2 separate regions of the Gossypium hirsutum genome follow, and region 1 is linked to region 2. The links are chromatin contacts, called in public Hi-C maps. All regions are on one chromosome and are shown on one strand. The core of a region is the stretch at or near the end of the contact, and the rest is flanking DNA. Distances in the headings are between cores, read along the strand shown.

What was found. A called contact is a pair of places that touch in the nucleus more often than the background predicts.
Region 1: a contact with region 2 is called in a Hi-C map of leaf, with 2.3 times the contacts expected there. The contact joins the enhancer-like site here to the promoter of LOC107957861 in region 2. A contact is called at or near these places in 11 of 34 Hi-C or Micro-C datasets (anther, callus, fibers and 3 more).

Annotation. Positions count from the first base shown.
Region 1 is chrA05:21,706,150-21,712,774 of Gossypium_hirsutum_v2.1, reverse strand. It overlaps LOC107957859 (putative disease resistance protein RGA3), which reads left to right. Exons shown (of 3, transcript XR_001700546.2): 1 at 1-1,581; 2 at 1,791-2,003; 3 at 2,100-2,390. It also overlaps the pseudogene LOC107960680. Among protein-coding and RNA genes, the nearest start is that of LOC107957859, 5.7 kb to the left of the region's middle. Within about 2 kb of position 3,949, at least 3 of the 9 cell types and tissues checked have an H3K27ac peak or open chromatin away from gene starts, as enhancers often do. A contact at or near this core is called in fibers and leaf, where this site is marked.
Region 2 is chrA05:21,647,189-21,653,990 of Gossypium_hirsutum_v2.1, reverse strand. It overlaps LOC107957861 (sucrose transport protein SUC4), which reads right to left and starts at 5,077. Exons shown (of 5, transcript XM_016893461.2): 1 at 3,875-5,077. The coding sequence starts at 4,379.

The DNA.
Region 1 (6,625 bases), core at 2,700-5,199, 60 kb before region 2:
TGGTAGACTTCATTTTCTTCAGACATTGCCATTGTTCATTGTTTCAAATGAGACTGATCTCAGGGAAAATGATAATCTAGTTGGGCTGAGACGACTGAAGCTCAAAGGTGAGCTGACAATTAGAAAACTGGAAAACGTAAAACGTGAGTTTTTAGCTCAAGCAAACTTAGTAGAGAAAAACCTTCATTCTTTGGAGTTATCATGGGGAGATGATCATGAAGGTTTGAACTTGAACATGAACAATGATTTTATTTGCAAAATGGGAGAAAATGTGCTTGAGTGTCTTCAACCACCTGAAAATCTCAAACGTTTGTCCTTAAAAGGATATCCAGGATTCTGCTTCCCAAGGTGGATGCGCACTCTCATACTTCTTGGCTTAACTAAATTGGAGTTGATCAACTGCAAAAGATGTGAACATCTCCCTACTTTAGGGGAACTTCCATTTCTAGAGATTATCTACATGCGTGGAATGAAAGCTGTGAAGGTTATTGGCAGAGAGTTCTATGGAGAAGACACAAGGAGATTGTTTCAATCACTAAAGGAGCTAACCCTCATAGACTTCCCTGATTTGGAACTCTGGTGGAGCATAAGTGGAGGGAAAGAATACCCGTCACTCGTTAAATTAACAATCAATAAATGCCCTAGGTTGTTGAATTTGCCACAATTTCCATCAATTAAGCATTTAGAGTTGCGGAACTGCCACGAAGCTTTATTAAGATCGCTGGTAAATGTATCCTCACTTTGTATCCTAGTTATTGATGTTTTTACAGGACAGTTGGTTCTATTGGATACCTTGCTTCAAAACAACGTTAATCTCATGTCTCTAACTATCAGCTCTTGTCCCAAGATTCGGTACATCCCTCCTAGTTTGGGGAACCTCGTCAATCTAAAAACATTGACGATCCGTTGGTGTGAGGAGCTCGTATCTTTGCCACTGCAATTGCAAAACCTCAGCTGCCTGCAGTCCTTGGAGATCTGTGAATGCCATAGTCTTTCTGCTCCACCCCAGAGTATAAGTGGGTTAATCTCTCTTAAATATTTATCCATTGAGAACTGCAGTCACATAAGATCATTACCGATTGGACTGGAACATCTTAGCTCTCTTGAACATCTAATGATAATGTATTGTCCAAGTCTGGTGTTTTTGCCAAATGAGTGGCAAAACCTTTCCATGCTAAGGAGTTTGTGCATTTTAAGCTGTCCACAACTATCATCTCTGCCTGATAGTATTCAATATGTAAGGACACTGCGAAATCTGGAAATCCATGGTTGTCCTGGTTTAAATGTGTTGCCTCAGTGGATCATCAATCTCACACTTCTAAGATCATTGGCAATATCAGATTGTCCTAATATCACATCACTTCCAGACAGCCTTCAGTGTCTTACCAATCTCCAGCGTCTTTCTATTCAAGAATGTCCAAGGCTTGAAGAGCATTGCAAGAAAAATATAGGTGATGGCTGGCCAAAAATAGCTCATATTGCGCATATTTACATTGGATCACCAGAGCTCAAGAAAGAGAATGTTGCTAGCAGCTCGTCATGCTAATTAGAATAAAAGCCATCTATCTGGTCATGCTTTTGGTAGGTTAACTTCTTTCTTCTCTTTGGAATAAAGGCCTGAACTCTCTTCTTCGTTGACAATTGAGTAGTAAACTGGTGTCCTTGCCAGTAGAATTGCAATTTCTAACAGCCCTTGAGCACTTGACTATAATATGCTGTCCAATATTGGTTTCTCTACATGACAGTTTCTGATATTTGTCCACTATCAAGAGTTTGTTACCTCAATGCAGAATCTAGAAGCTGCCATCGTAATCGTCCTCACTCGGATCTTACTTCTCCCAGTGATCTGCAATTACTAGTTGCATTCAGCATTTATCTATTCCTGGAATGTCGCGCTCCAGAAGAGAGGTGCAAGGAGGACGCAAGTGAAGATTGTTTAACAAGTATTGTTACAAATGTCGATATTGGATCACGAGAGCTTGAGAGCAGCCCATCTCATTAAGGTCTGAAAATTCCCCCGGATTGCTACCTGTTATATCAGTTCTTTCTTTTCCATTACTTCATTTTAGTTGCTCTCTTTGTCTTGAGGGAAGATGCAGATTGAGAACTGCCATTGATTAACGCAATTGAATCAAGAGTCAAGACAAATGAGTTCAGCATTTGAAGTTCCTGAAGGTAAGCTCTGCTCATTTCCACCATGTTTAAGAATTTGTGTGTATGCGTGTGTTCCTTTTAAATCTCCATTACTGTAAATTATGAACATTCAGTCTCTGCCGGGACAAATACAGGTAGCCTTGGCCTCCATAATGCGGCTTTCTTACACATCATCAGTCAGGTTGTTAAACTATATATTTATTCAGAATAAAATTTTGCATATAATAATAATCTTTTTCAAAGTGTCAGTATGTAATCAAATTATTTATTTATGGAATAAATATAAAAATTATATATAATTTAATTTGATAATTTTTAATTTTATTCAACCTTATATATACCACATTAAATTTAATTCAATTGTTCACATTTGAAAAAAAAACTAATTTAATTTATTTTCTCTTTGGATGATTATAATTATTTATGGTACGCAATAAGTAATCATAAAATAGTGCAATATGATATTAGTGTTGGTAAAATACGAAAAAAGAATCAAAATCAAAATATTATGCATACAGTTGAACCAAATCAAACATATGATATTGCATATTAAATAAAATACATGCTTAATTTTGATATTTATCTTTTTATTTATTTGTTTTTAATTATCGGTTAGTAGATGTATGTTTATTAATATTTTCTTACACTTGAATTTTTGTCCTATGTCATTTTTAGGGATGATACTGAATTCGGATATTTGTAATTTTTGTAAAATTTGAATTTGGTAAATCTATTTTAAAAATCGAATTCATTTATTATATCATTAACTCCTAATATTACTATCCGAATCTAAATTAATTAAAGTATTCGTCGAATATCTAATTGTTGAATATATGTATTTAGAGAACATAAATATATTTTTTAAATAAAATTTTCCAAATGTAATTGATTCATTTATCTTAATCCATTATAAGTGGATCTGAATATACAATATTAGAACCCATATCCATATTCGTAAAAAAAGAGACTAGATCCGAATAATGGATATTCGAAGATTAATTATCCATATCTACTCAAAAAATCATTGCGGATAATAATTAAAATATCAAAATCCACAATATCCAAATTCACCAACTAATTAAATATCTACAAATATCCAAATTCACATAGGTTTTCATATCACTAATTGTCTTGAATATTTCTACATCTTAATATACTTTTTAGAGTTAATTGCACCAAACATCACCAAACATCTCTAATTTATGACCCTCATGTTAGATTGATCTCTAAACTTCAAATCATTCTAATTACGTCCTTAAATTATCGAGATTATATCAATTAGGTCATTCCATTATTAAAAGTATTAATTTAACTACTAAATGACAAATAAGATTTTATATGATATAATTTAAAATGAAAAATTTAAGAAAAAATGAATATTGTAAAAAGTTTTTGTTTTAAAAATATTAATTCAGAATCTTATAGCTTTTACAAAAGTTTTATTGTTCATTATTTATTTTTTAAGTATATTTTATTTTTAGTTTTTACTTTTAAAAGTTATGTGATAAAGTTCTATTCTTTAAAATTTTTATTTTAAATTTAACTACATATTATTTAACATGTCATTTAACAGTTAAATTAATTATTTTATTAATGAAAGAAGCTAATTGATATAACATCGATAATTTAAGATATAATTAAAATAATTTAAAGTTTAGAGACTAAATAAAATAAAGATCATAGTTTGGGGATATTTAATGCAAATAACCCTACTTTTTATTCAATAACATTCATTGAAAAGGCACAATTTACCAAGAGTGCATGTTAGTGAATCATGTTGTTAAAGAAGAAGCCCAGTTAAGGAAGCCCACACATTGATCCTATCCCCTTAAAACGGTATCTCGACCTCACTCTCCCGCGATTCCGATTTACGTTTTCCCCCCAAAAAAACCACAATTTCTTTAAAAAGAAAAAAAAAAAATAGAAACATCCTCTTCAATCTCTTGCTCACATCCCATATCAATGCTCCTTCTACTCCAAACCCCTCACAGTTCAAAACCTTAACCTTCCAACGGTTACATCCCAAAAACCCATCAAAAGTCTTCAGGGGAAGCCGAAGCGATGGCCATTGCAGATTCTAGAGACCAAGCCTTCTCTCTCCTCATCGCCGCTAACAACCACGCCGATTTGGCGGTGAGGCTTTCATCTCTCAAACAGGCCAAAGATATTCTTTCGTCACTCTTTCCTTCCTCCGCTGCCGATCTCTTCCCTTACCTCGCTGACCTACAGGGTTCCCCTCACAGCCTCGTTAGAAAGTTTCTCGTCGAGTGAGTTTCTAATCCTAATCAGCTCCAATTCTGTGTTAATTGTTTACGATTTTGTTTTATTTTTAAAAATCGCGCCAATGCATCCTTAACTGCTTCTTTTCTTGGTTTCACGACTAGGTTGATTCATGAGCTGCAAATTTGCAGGTTTTCGTGTATTTTGAATTTATTAAAACTGACACTTTTTTTCACTATTAAAAATTTTACAATTAAAGGATTGCGCGTTGCTTTCTCGTCTAATTTTTTGTTGCTAGGTTTCTATTTTATAGGTGGAATTTCATGCTATTTTCTGTCAATTGTTGGCAGGATTATTGAAGATATTGCATTGAAAGCAATAGAACATTCTTCTTTACTAGTACTTGTGCTGGTACCGTTTTTGAGGGATGTTGACTCTGATGTTGTGAAACAATCTATCGTTAGTGGCAGGAATTTCTTCTGCTGCGTCTTGGAAGAAATGGCATTACAGGTTGTTTGTCCTTTTATACGTAAATACGTAGTCCTAACTTAGTCAGATGCATTTGTATATATATTATGAGTTCTTTTCCCAATTTCAAGAATATTTTATGTCTCTATGTACAATTTGTGATTTTGAGCATATTTGTTTTGAATTATTGAAGATGTTTCTGGGTACTTTTTTCCTGAGTGCATAACAGTAACCACTTAGTGCTGGTTTCTTTTAATTCATAATCTCAACAACTCCAAAACATAAATGATGATATTATCCTTTATTTGCGTTTGTTGTATTTCTTTATTTGATTCATCTGTCAAACTATCTGCCTTTCTTACCTACATGTAAATCCTTTCCTTTTTTTCCTGGGAACTTATAGTTTCAGCAGAATGGTAAAGTTGACCAATGTCTCGAAGAACTATGGATATGGATGGTTAGGTTCAAGGACGGTGTGTTTTCCACTGCAATGGAGGTATGACTTATTGACTGGGCTTTCCAAATTCTAAACAAGTGTGGGCTGATTTTCAATGGTTGACCGCGTTGTAATATTATAAACTAGTTAAAAGCTGTTGATAAACAGAAAGTTACTACCGAATTAACTCTAGGCAAACTTGTTTCTTTGTTGAAAATATTTATATGCTAAATAGATTTTGGTTGAATTTTTTTTAAAAAAAAGTAGATGTTTGAGCAAAGACTTCACACCTAACAAGAGATACCAAAAAATGGAATAAAATGAAATATATTTAAATAATATTGTTAATTTAATCAGATGACATTTTATTTAAAACATTATTGATGGATGAATGCATTAAGTAGGTGTTTATTGCTTAACATGCTTGGCAGGTTCCAACTAAAATTTTTGATCAAGTGGTGTCCAAAATGAGTGACCTAACATAGTTGAAATCTTAATTCGTTGCAAACCTAAAAATCCTACTAATAAATTTTTTTTCAATGATTTGTTGGAAAAATACCTTTGTGGTATTTGTTTGATGGTTTTTATGTGCTCATGTGCTGAAATATAATTGTTGTTTTCACTTACATTTTTGTTCTTTCCCCTCACTGTTGTAACTCCCGTCTATTGTGGATTATTTAATTTTATAGTTTTAGGACTTTATGTTCTCCATTTGCTAATCATGTATAATTGATGTTTCTTTGATTTAAATCTGTAGCCTGGTCCTCTTGGGGCGAAGTTGCTGTCTCTGAAATTTTTGGAGACGTATGTCTTTCTTTTTACATCAGACAATGTTGATTCTGCAAATTTTCTTGAAGGTATTGCCTTCCTATTGTCAAGGGCCCAAAGTTCTCTAGGACTTCCATAATAATATATTCTAGTGGCTGGCTTCATTGGTGACTTATATCTTTATATGTTTCTCTAGCTACAAGAGGAAGTAGACAGACTTTTAATGTATCATGGCTAAGTGGTGGTCATCCTATCTTGGATCCAGTTGCACTAACATCGGATGCAAACAGGACTCTTTTCATTTTATTGGGCATGTTGCAATCAGCCAGTAGTCTCCCTGTCTCTGTGACAATTACCATTGTCAATTGGTGAGTTTTCTGCCACCAGTAGTCAATTGTTTTTATTTGTTCTGCAGTTTATGAGCCTTTACCCTCCCAAAAAAAAGGAGAGAGAGAAGTTTTGTTTTGTTTTTTTAAGTTTTTGATAAAATCTGGGAAGTTGGGGTTTAATTGCTTAAAGAAAAATGTTTCTGTGGAGATTCCCAAATTCGTGAAGAATCCAAACTTGATTAGTTGCTAA
Region 2 (6,802 bases), core at 3,828-6,327:
CGTGTTTATACTTTCTTTGTACACATTCATACACCAGAAAAAGATAAACTTCCTCCAAATTCATTAACTACATATTCATGGGGGACTCTCACCATCAAAAAGGGGTACAAATGCTATGATCCAACCACTAAAAAATGTTTTGTGTAAGCAGATGTAACCTTCTTTGAGGCATCTCCCTATTTCCACTCTCAACCACTTGACCAAAAAGATGTTGGAGAAGCTCTCCCAACTCCTATCTTTCCTATTCCTAATGTTACACCATCAACTAGATTTCCTCAAGTATACTCCCGACGACCATCTACACTTGCTCCTAATTATCCTTGTACATATACAAAACGGATGTGTGTTCCAAGTGGCTAATCTCCTACGCCATCAATCTTACCTCAAGCAGAAGAACCTATTCAACCCATAGCAAGGTATTCATTCTTCTCATAATCCTTAGTCCATTTAGCATGTTATCCAATAATTTGGGGTGAGAATGAGTGAAGCAGATAACTCGGTCTTTTACCATCATACCAATCATGGAAAGTGCATCTATCTAGTGGTATATGTGGATGACATTGTTATTATAGATGATGATCATTAAAGAATTACTCAACTCAAGCAACATCTCTTCAACAATTTTCAAACTAAAGACTCGGGGAAGTTTAAATATATTATGGGCATTCAAGTAGCGCAATCAAACAAAAGCATTGTTACATCTTAGAGGAAGTATGCATTGGATATTCTGAAAGAAACAAGAATGTTGGATTGTAAACCTATGGATCCTGATGCTAAGCGTGTTTCACGACAGGCGAGCCACTAAAGGATCCTAGTCAATATCAAAGATAAGTTGGGAAACTTAATTATCTCATTATCACATTTTCATATACTTCCTTTACAATAAGTGTGGTTAGTCAATTCCTCCAATTGAAATGCAATAATACGCATCCTTAGATATGCGAAAGGTGCCCCTGGGCAAGGTTTATTATATTAATAAAAAGTAATACACAAGTTGGTGGATACTCATAGGCCAGTTGGGTAAGATCTCCCTCAAATAGGTAGTTCACTTCAAGATATTGTGTCTTTATTTGAAGGAATCTAATATCATGAAGGAGAAAAAAAAGATATTGTAGCAAGATCGAGCACAAAAGCAGAATATTGAAAAAGTAAGGAATTTTATTTACTTTAATTTCTTTCCTTTACTCTTATAACTAATATAAATAGGATACTATATGATGTGAATAAACACAAGTTTTCTCTTCTCATAAATTTTTGTTTACTTTTTCTCGATTTCTACTTCCATTACAAAGTCCATTTTGAGGCAGTTCAACAGAAGTAACTATAGGAGCATATCTAACAAGGTAAAAAGCCACAAAGAGGGAGTTAAAAGCTATTCAGAACTTAAAGAGGGAGTTAAAAGCTATTCAGATCTTAGTTTTGAGGAATGGTTCCAAAACAAGCTTCCTTAAACTTAGAGCTACGACAACAATAAAGTGAGTGTTGTATAGACAACAGTCACGAGTACAATGGTTATGGGAACAAGATCTCCATATAGCTTACTTTTATATGATAGTGAAGAGTCATCAATGCAAGAATTCAATAAAGATATTGCTTGAAGAAAACAGGAACAGGTTGGATTTGTTCCCCCAAATTTCAACAGAAGTTACATCTTCATTTCAAAGTCAACTTGGCACCAATGATCCTAACCTTGTTGCCTAACTATTAAGCTTTGGCAAACAATAATAACAACAAAAGAACAGCATTAAGATTTACAATCTCTATTAATGGGGGGCTTTAAGGTTTTTTTTAAGGGAGCAAAAGGGGTGAGGGTGACCTCCTTTCCTCTACCTCTCTATATTGACAATTATATTTTATCAAGACTTTTGGACAGTGCAGCAAAGGTTGGAATTTTTGCTTACCATAAAAAAGGCAACAAGCTTCGCATAACCCATCATAGCATCATGGATGACTTGCTCATCTTGACTTTGTTCAAGGAATCAAGATGGTATTGGAATAGTTCTATCTATTCGCTGGGCATCAGATTAATAATGCAAAGTATGAACTTTACCCCATTGGAGTAAAGAAAAGTTTATGGCTATCCATGAAGCATCAAGGTTTAAGCTTGGTAAACTTCTAGTTAGGTACCTTAGAATGCCTTTGGTCACTAGAAGGCTATCCAAGAGGGACGGTAAACTACTTACTGAGACAATAGGGGCCAAGATTGCAGGATGGTCTTTAAAACATTTATCATATACTTGTCAAACTGATACAATCAATCTTCCATATTCAGAACTAATGGTGTAGACATTTCATGCTCCCAAAGCACGCATTCACAAACTCTCACTACTATGTTCAAGCTTCTTATGAAAGGACAAGGAGGGGATTGCTACTAGAGCCATATTTTTTTGTCAAAACTAGAAGCCCTAGGCATAAAAGAAAACATGGAACCAGACATGCTTTCCCAGAAATTTCTGGACTGTATTGACAAAAGTGGGTTCTCTTTGGATAGCTTGGGCAAAAATATATATAGTCTTAAAGGGAAGAAAATCTAAGAATTTTCCTCCCAAATAAGTTACAGTTGGAACTAGAGAGAACTTTTACAAATGAGGCAAACTGCTACGCAAGTGGTAACTAAAGGAGATGCTGGAAGATGTAGTTGGCCTTTTAAAGGTAATAAATTTCAAGTACCAGGTGTTTGGAATGCAATAAGGCATTGAGGGGAAATGTAACTTGGCACAAAGAACTACAGTCCAAGGCTCTTCATTCCAACCACTCACTCACTGATTGCTTGGATGGTAGTTTTGAACAGACTTCCAACCACGGACTTACTCATTGACTAGGAGATGACACTTGACAAGGGTTACTCCCTCTGCAAGCGTGAAAGAGAGACTAGAGAACACTTGTTTTCAAAACGCAGCTTTACAAAGAAGATACGGCAACAACAAGCAAGAAGCTGGGAGGAAGAGTTGTGATGGATCAGTATGAAAATCAAAAGCAAGAGCTTGGCAAAAACCATCATACGCGTAGCTTGGACTACCATGATTTATTTTGTCAAAGAAGGAATAGTAGAATCCATACACATAATGAGAGGACTGAAGACAACTTGCTAGAGAAAATTAGAGGAGTGGTAGCGATGCAACTGTACAACCAAAAAAATATTAGATTGGGTACTATTGATTTGACACAGTATACGCACTGGAAGCTAAACTTTGAGATGTTTGATTAATTGTACAACAAAGAACATGAGTTGTAATTCTGCAGCAGCTATGCTGCTTTCTTGGATAATAAAATTCAACTACTTATTCAAATACATATATATGTATATGAGGGGGTTGAAACCATCTGATTAGCATATATGGTCTTATAACATATAAATGCCCAACAATCTCAGAAGTTTATTCATTCTTGAAGGAAAACTAACATATTATATAATAGTTAATCCGATCAAACTCCATAATAAACAAACCCAAATTGGCAACACCCAAGACTAGCACATTGCATTTGCAAATTAACCACCAAACTCAATTGAAGCAATCGAATAGTCCAACAAAACTGTCTGAATGAAAAAATAAGACAGAAAATAATATTGTAATATAATTATTATAACAACCAACATTGTATCAGAAAGCGAAGGGGCACAACAGTCCACCGAGTTTTTGTTCTGAAAGACGATGTTTCGACAAGCACTAAAGGCACGGTTATAAATAGATAAGGAAATACCAATTATCAAATGTAAAATAATTTATATTCCAGGATGACATATTTGCTTTATCTTTAAAAAAGATGCCATATAAAGCGATATAAATATACTTTTTCCCATTTAAATAATTAAACCCCAAAAAAATGAAAAAAAAAAAGAGAAAGAAACATAAATGAAGGAACAGAAACTAACCAGTAAGATCGGCAAGTAGAGCTCTACAAGGACCTTGAGTCACGTTATTAGCAACATCAAGAATCCAAAACCCGAAAACAAACGCCACGATAGCTCTCGGCCGGGACGCCTCTGTATCGCCGAACAACCATCCGATATCGGCGGAGTGACCGATGATCAAAACGGCAACGATAATCGAAACTGCACCAGCCACGATAAAAGGTCGGCGACGACCGAAGCGGCTGGTGCATCGGTCGCTCATGTGTCCCACCAGAGGTTGTACCAGAAGGCCCGAAAGCGGCCCGCAAAGCCATATGATGCTGGCCCACTGGTGAGGTATACCTAGCTCTTGAACGTAAGGTGTCAAGAGCGAGAGCTGTAAAGCCCATCCGAACTGTATCCCGCATGCCACGGAAGTGACTCGAAGCAGCTGCCGGAGCCGAACTCTAGCTCGAACCGGCGGTCGTGTTGAAGACGCCGGAGGTCTCCCTCTAGCTTGTTGGCGGTTTACTTCGGGGATCGCCATCCCTTCCCTTTGAATTTCACGATATTTCTCCTTTCCTTCTTTCTTTCTTTCTCTCTCTCTCTCTCTCCACAACCCCTTCTGTTTCTCTCGCTAAAACCGGGTTTTCAGGGTCTAAAGGTTCGTCCCTTGCAGAGAAAGTGGCGGTTCCAGCTGAGAGAGTGTCCACAGTGAGACTGGCGGGTTTGAGTGTGACGAGGGAAACAGCCAGAAATTTGAAATGGCCTTGGAATTGAACAAAATTACAAACAAAGCCTCACACAAATAAAAGCTAAAAACTAGGGAGAGAGAGGACTGACTGAATTGGAAATTTCTAGTCTATTACAAGGGCAAATTTCGGATCAGACATATTTTTCGTTCTTTCGGACAGTATCGTAACCTCACTCAAACAGCTAAGATTTCTTTTTCCCCGTTTCGAAATTCTAGGACGTATCCTCAAATGACGAAACTAGCCTTTGAAGAAAACAAAAGAAAATGGTTATTTTGGGGAAAACGGAAACAAATTCCAATAATTAAACATTAGCTTTTAGCTTTCTAGCTTTTGAGGCTGTTAAAAAAGAGCATATGCTTAATTGCCAGGTACCCAAAGGGTTACTTCCACTTAGTGCTATTTGAATTGTCGTCTTATGAGTGTCCTATCAGTCTTCGCCATAACAAGTAAATATTTAAGTATTTTGAACCCAAAAGATTAACATCAACAAATGAAATTGGGATTGGGATTGGGATTGGATCTTAGCTAATTATAGTCAACAGGAGAAAATCTTAGCTAATCTAGGCGATTGGGTTGGCAAACATTGTTTAGAGGCTTGCCAGCCTAGCCTGCTTGACTTTTGAGCTTTGGCTCTTAACTTTGCTTCTCCATACAATTCTAGTCCATGACTCACTACTTTGGTCACCATCTTTCTTTCTTTTCACCTTACTAATAATTTACTTTAATTTCAATCATTCAACAATATTATAACTTTCAAACCTAACTTCTTTTATTTTTTATTTTTTAAACTATAAACTCTTTGATATATAAATTTTTTTTAAAAATTGTTTAACTCGTTGCATTACAACTTAATATTAAATAAAATGGTATACATATTGAACATGTTTTAGAAAGTTAGGGTATGTTTATGTTTAATTGAGGACAAGTGACTAATATCTCAACATATAACCCTATTGCAAATTAATAGTACATTAAAATCTTATTTAATAAATTAAAATTTTAAACTTTGAATTTAAATTATAATATTTGTTTGATGTAAATCTAAATAGAATTATATTATTTCATAAACATAAATTATAAATTACATTTTACATTTTTTCTTTAATTTTAAATATTGCATATTATTTTTTTAAAAGTAAATTTTAAACAATTTTACTATAAATATTATGGTGGGTAAGAGAGGATGAGCCATGAAAATCAAAGATATAGAGGAGACGGGAGACCAATAATTAGAGATAGTGGTTAGTCCAAAGAGGAATAGTCTAGTTTAATTATAACAACTAATTGAGATGACAGATACGACAATTTTATTTGTTTAAACTTTTTTTAAGGAATGACAATATATATATACACAATTAGATGCACGTTTATAAACAGGAATGACAATTTTATTTGTTACAACCATTTTTTTCATTAAGGAATCACAATTTATATATAACTAGTTTGTATTTTAATCTAAATTTTAAATTAATTATAATACGAAAATATTTAGCATATAATATTATTATAATTTTAGAAAATCATATTTATTATTTTCATATAAAAATTAAAAAACAATATGTAATGATTTAGTAATATTTTAAGATTGTTGTTTTGATATAAAAATTAAAAAAATAACATTAATAACATTATGCAATATAAGATTAATTTAGGGAATCATCCATATTTTTTAAAATAATCAAATATTACACCCTATAATTATTAGAGCCGAGCCTGATAACTATTAGGGTTTTTTATTGTAACATATTATAGGTTCCCAAGTAAAATATAAAGAGAACCAAGTGGGAAGTTATCAAGATCAAATTGTATGTGTTTATGATGGTGCACATGATTTTTAATATATGGCTTGAAATGTGATTTATAATCTCATAAATCTATAAAGTTTTTAAATATAGCAAATTTCCAAATATATTTTGGACATTATGAATCAAATATCTCAATTGCATGAAAATAACAACATAAAGCTATTTATCTCATTTAGATGATGGGCATGGTTTTTATTATAGTCACAAAATGACTAATAATGTCCATGATAAAGGGGGTATAAATATGTGATATTATAATTAAATTAATGATTGGCTAGTTGTTGTCCTTAAATATGACTATGTTCTAAAAATATGAAACACCCCTTTGTGTATATGGTTTGTTGAAAAAAGAAGCCATATCACTTGAGCATTTATACACAATGAGTTTTAAGGTCTTATATCGACTATGA